2 separate regions of the Pan troglodytes genome follow, and region 2 is linked to region 1. Evidence: chromatin contacts called from public Hi-C data. All regions are on one chromosome and are shown on one strand. The core of a region is the stretch at or near the end of the contact, and the rest is flanking DNA. Distances in the headings are between cores, read along the strand shown.

Region 1 (2,745 bases), core at 132-2,631:
GCAAGCATCACCATGACTTGCTAATTTTTTGTATTTTTAATAGAGGTGAGGTTTCACAATGTGTCCCAGGCTGGTCTCAAACTCCTGGACTCAAGCAATCCACCAGCCTCGGCCTCTCATGGTGCTGGGATTACAGGTGTGAGCCACCATGCCAGGCCTGTTATAAGCCTTTTTTATTTTGGGTTGGGACTGTTGTCTTATTCATTTCTGATTTAGTCATTTGCTCTGCACGTGGTAAAAGATACCTTTTATATTCCATGAGAATATTTATAAACCAAAACTTTAAAATATTTAAATTTTTTAAAATTTGAGACAGAGTCTCGCTCTGTCGTCCAAGCTGGAGTGCAGTGGTGTGATCTTGGCTTACTGCAACCTCTGCCTCCTGAGTTCAAGCAATTCTCCCACCTTAGCCTCTCGAGTAGCTGGGATTGCAGGCACATGCCACCACCCCTGGCTAACTTTTGTATTTTTAGTAGAGATGGGGTTTCTCCATGTTGGCCAGGCTGGTCTTGAACTCCTGGCCTCAAGCAATCCGCCTGCCTCGGCCTTCCAAAGTGCTGGAATTATAGGCATGAGTCACCGTGCCCTCCCCAAAACATTTTTTTAATGTAAAGAAACTTACATTTAAAATAAAACTAGAATAGTAGACATACTATGTGCAAATGCCATAAATTGACATCTAGTCTGCCAACATAAGGATTCTATACATTTTTCTTGTGTACTTTCTGTAAGTCCTAAACATTTTCCTTCACAGTGCCTTCTCATATCAAGCAGAGGTTTGTGGTTATTTCTCTTCCCTGACTTCAATATTACATTGACATCAAATCATCACTCAACTGATTTTAAGATGAAAGACCACTGGTTTGGAGGACTAAGATTTATAATGCAGCAGGTGTTATAAACTGCTGACTGTCTTAAATATAAGGAGTGACTCTGGCCCAGAGAAATTCCTGGGGAGGCTGGGTCTCTTTTTATTGCTTCTCCCGTATGTAGGTGGGACAATTCTCAGGAAGGATTGGGTCATTGTTCTGTGTACAAAAGTTGCTGGAGGCAGAGGTAGAAATTTGCTGTCTTGCACAGGGAGATGTGACAGAGAATTTTAGGCCACAGCCCAGTCCAGCCAGCTGTAGCTCAGTGTTGCTGATAGCGAGCCTAGTTCCTCTCTGGAGTCACATTGGTCAGAATAACCTGACACTGGGAAGGGAGTTATTCTAATGCATACTTATTGCTTCCTATTAATACCGTATGTAGCATCTCTGCAATTTTATTGCATTAACTGGAGAATGAGAAAGTGTTAGCTGCTGCTGGATATTGTCCGGAGTTAGAGAAGCTGCCATTATATTCCCCTCATGACTCGCCGCTGGCCCCTGCTGTCGAAGCTTCGCTGTGGCTTCACTCTCAGGGCGTGTATCTGCCATCACTTCCTGCATGCTGATAGCCTGGGACACACTATTGCACACCAAGCGCCTTTGAGCAGGCACTTGTCTCACTTTTCTCAAATGCTGAGTTGAAGGGGTGTCCACGCCTTTTTCCTCATTGAGCCAGTAGTCTCTTGGTTAGTTGTATGCAGTAGTTATCGAGAGTGAAATGCTGACTTCTGCTTTGACAGACTAGAGTGAGGGACCCACGGAAGTCATGAGCAATGACCCCTGAGAAGCCTTCCAGCTCTGGAGCGCTCCAAATCATCCTCCTTTTCCCTCGAGTGGAAAAGTAGGTTTTGTTATCACAAAGTGAATGTAGCCGGCTCAAAATAGGCAAGACTGCCACCTACTGACCAAATGGGAACATTCCTCAGGGAATTTCTAGGTTTGATCTTTGCCCTACAATTATTTGGGATAATTAGTTATTCATGAATTTATAATTCAACAAACCTGAAATACACACAGGACACAATGCTGGACACTGGAGATAATAAAAAAAAAAATTTTTTTTTGAGACGGAGTCTCGCTCTGTCGCCCAGGCTGGAGTGCAATGGCACCATCTCAGCTCACTGCAACCTCCACCTCCGGGTTGAAGCGATTCTCTGGCCTCATCCTCTTGAGTAGCTGGGATTACAGATGCACGCCACCACGCCTGGCTAATTTTTGTATTTTTGTAGAGACAGGGTTTCACCATGTTGGCTAGGCTCCTCTCGAACTTCTGACCTCGTGATCAGCCCACCTCGGTCTCCCAAAGTGCTGGGGTTACAGGAGTGAGCCACTGCGCCCGGCCAGGAGATATTAAAATTAGAAAGGTAGAGTTATTGCCCCATGGGCATACAGAGACCAGGAGAAGGGAACAGGTAATTAAAGGAACAAATCATTAAAATACAGTGTGGTGCTATGCTATAAGTAATCTGCCTCCCAACACTCTGGTTCACCTTCAATTTTAAAGGTATTGGAACCTAAATCTGGGTACCACAAACCCAAGTTCTTTATTGGGAGAAGTTGGTGACCAAAAAAGAAAAAAAAAACAAAAAGAAAAAGCAACCAAACCAAAAGTAGTAACACTGCCTTTTACCGTGATGTTCACTTGACCCTCTCAGAAACACTTTAAAGTTGGATACCATTATCTCTCTGTTTTTAGATGTCGACTTTCTTAAGTCTCCTAAACTTGCATTTATAGTACCTCCTAGCATCTTAAGAATACAGAATAGGCAAACTCTTTAAAAAGTCCCTTGCGACTATATATTATACATATGTATCTGAAAGCTGCATATTATTTAATAAAGAGAAGCCCAAAGAGGTGTGCACTCACAAGCTAGCA
Region 2 (2,745 bases), core at 166-2,665, 290 kb after region 1:
AAGCAGCAGCATTTTACTTCTCAGATTCCAGGTGTAACTCTACTTTTTCATCACGCCTTCATAATAAAGAAAATCTGTTCTGGAGATTCGTATATTGATTTCTTTGCAAAGTTATCTCTAATTATGCAGGAATGGCTGTTAGTTGCCCTCAAAAACCAACACAAATACACAAACACAACAGCCTGGCTTAGTGATTATTAAGAGCTGCAAGTCTGAAGGCGGACTGCTGGGTGTGATTTCCACCTTCTCAACGCTGTAGTCTCCAGCAAGTTCCTTAACTTCTCTGCCTCAGTTTCCTTTCTTGTGAGATAGAGTCTACCTCAGGGTTAATGAGGATATGCTCCTTTGCTAATGCTGGAGGGCGCTAGGAATAGCAGTGGCAGGCTGTGTCATTTCTTAGTGCTGTATAACGGCTTGTTTTAAAAGTCCCACTGAAAACTTTTTTTTTCCAGATCGAAACACAAGTTTAATAGTCATTCAGATTTCATTCCAGTCTAAACAAACGTATAGAAATCTAATTATCTGCCAGAATAACCACTTTAAACTGACTCTAAGAACCACAGTTACTTTGCAGCTAAAACAGATTGTTCTCTTCCCCCAAACAAACTCGGACATTTAGACAAATATTGCTGCTGTCTTTACATTTTAGAAATCAGTATTAAGGCTCACCTGTTACTGAACACATACGAGAAACAGTTTTGTTATGCGTATCTTATATACATCATGTATACATTTTCGTACTTTCACATGATGTGTATAATAAGATACACATAAAAACTGGTTGGCTTGTCATGAGTAAATGCTTTATTCTTCAGAGTGATGGAATATTGGATACAGAACGTCGTTCCATATTTAATCTTGCTTTAGAAAATTAGGATTTATCTTGGACACAGCATTTTTAATATAACACAGGCAAGTTGAGTCCTGGGGGAAAAATTGTATTTTTAAATTTATTATCAACGGTGTCTTTCGCATTTGAGAAAACACATTTGAAGATGCCCATGCAGTTCCTTGGAAGTAAACTAGGTCACCCACCACTGAAACACCCTCGGCTTCTACAAAAAGATGTGCTTTAAAGAGAATAGAATGGACGCTCAGTATGTTCATCTAAACGACCTTGGGCAGGTACGTCGATTCCAAGGTACAATCAGCCCTCCCAGACGGCTTTTCGAGTCTCCCTAACCCCGGTGGGAGAGGACGCGGCGCCAGAGCCCAGCTCCGGCTAGTTTTCCCGGGGGCAGGTGTAGCCTTGGGCGCGGGGCCGGGGGAGGGGCAAGGGGCGGGCGTGGGGTTGGACTGGGACGTGGGACTCGGACCACGGCCTGGGCGTGGGCCTAACGACGCGGGACCGGCCCGCCCTCGCCGCTCCATTGGCCACATCTGTGCAGAAAAGGCCCCGCGGCCCAGGGGCGCCCGCAGTGTCACTAGGCCGGCTGGGGGCCCTGGGTACGCTGTAGACCAGACCGCGACAGGCCAGAACACGGGCGGCGGCTTCGGGCCGGGAGACCAGCGCAGCCCTCGGGGCATCTCAGTGCCTCACTCCCCACCCCCTCCCCCGGGTCGGGGGAGGCGGCGCGTCCGGCGGAGGGTTGAGGGGAGCGGGGCAGGCCTGGAGCGCCATGAGCAGCCCGGATGCGGGATACGCCAGTGACGACCAGAGCCAGACCCAGAGCGCGCTGCCCGCGGTGATGGCCGGGCTGGGCCCCTGCCCCTGGGCCGAGTCGCTGAGCCCCATCGGGGACATGAAGGTGAAGGGCGAGGCGCCGGCGAACAGCGGAGCGCCGGCCGGGGCCGCGGGCCGAGCCAAGGGCGAGTCCCGTATCCGGCGGCCGATGAACGCTTTCATGGTGTGGGCTAAGGACGAGCGCAAGCGGCTGGCGCAGCAGAATCCAGACCTGCACAACGCCGAGTTGAGCAAGATGCTGGGTGAGTCCGAGTCGGAGACCCAGGCGGCCGGGCGCGCTGGCGCGAATCGCTAGGCCGATTTCTTAAATCCCAAACAGTGTTCTTTGCGAGCCTGACGCCCAAGACCAGGGGTGTGTAGCGGCCACGTCCTTTCTTAAGGCTCTGGGTTCCCTTCCCGCTTCCCGCTCTCCGACCCTCCAAAGCAGCTTTCCGCCTTGCTCTCCCGCTCCCGGATTCCCCAGGTGGCCGGGGGCGCGGGTCCAACGGCTCTGGGAAGGCGACTTCCTGGCACCTCCGGGCGGCGCGAGAGTACCCTTGGCCCTGAACTGGGCCGGTTGTGTCCATCCCTCGACCCCTTCCCTAGCTAGGTGTCCTTATCTGTTTTTCGAACGACCGGGTGATGGGTGAGCGGAAAGCCGCTTCCAGGAGACCAAAAGAAAGGGGTGCCTTTAGAGGAGTGTTCCCCAAGGGCTCGGACTCAGGAGTCCCAGACCTCCCTCTTTAACTTCACCCCGGTTGCGCAATTCAAGGTCTGAGGGGAGAGGTGCGTCCGGGTGGGGCCAGGTGGGGCCTGGAGCGGGAGCGCAGCCGATAAGCCCTGCGCCCCTCTCCTCCTTCCTTCCACTGTGCAGGCAAATCGTGGAAGGCGCTGACGCTGGCGGAGAAGCGGCCCTTCGTGGAGGAGGCAGAGCGGCTGCGCGTGCAGCACATGCAGGACCACCCCAACTACAAGTACCGGCCGCGGCGGCGCAAGCAGGTGAAGCGGCTGAAGCGGGTGGAGGGCGGCTTCCTGCACGGCCTGGCTGAGCCGCAGGCGGCCGCGCTGGGCCCCGAGGGCGG

What was found. A called contact is a pair of places that touch in the nucleus more often than the background predicts.
Region 2: a contact with region 1 is called in a Hi-C map of stem cell-derived neural progenitor cells, with 4 times the contacts expected there. The contact joins the promoter of SOX17 here to the enhancer-like site in region 1. A contact is called at or near these places in 3 of 7 Hi-C or Micro-C datasets (induced pluripotent stem cells and stem cell-derived neural progenitor cells).

The regions. Positions count from the first base shown.
Region 1 is chr7:62,749,615-62,752,359 of NHGRI_mPanTro3-v2.0_pri, forward strand. No RefSeq gene overlaps it. Among named protein-coding and RNA genes, the nearest start is that of MRPL15, 31 kb to the left of the region's middle. Within about 2 kb of position 1,382, at least 6 of the 24 cell types and tissues checked have an H3K27ac peak or open chromatin away from gene starts, as enhancers often do. A contact at or near this core is called in stem cell-derived neural progenitor cells, where this site is marked.
Region 2 is chr7:63,041,669-63,044,413 of NHGRI_mPanTro3-v2.0_pri, forward strand. SOX17 (SRY-box transcription factor 17) reads left to right here and starts at 1,416. Exons shown (of 2, transcript XM_001153136.7): 1 at 1,416-1,926; 2 at 2,538-2,745. The coding sequence starts at 1,620.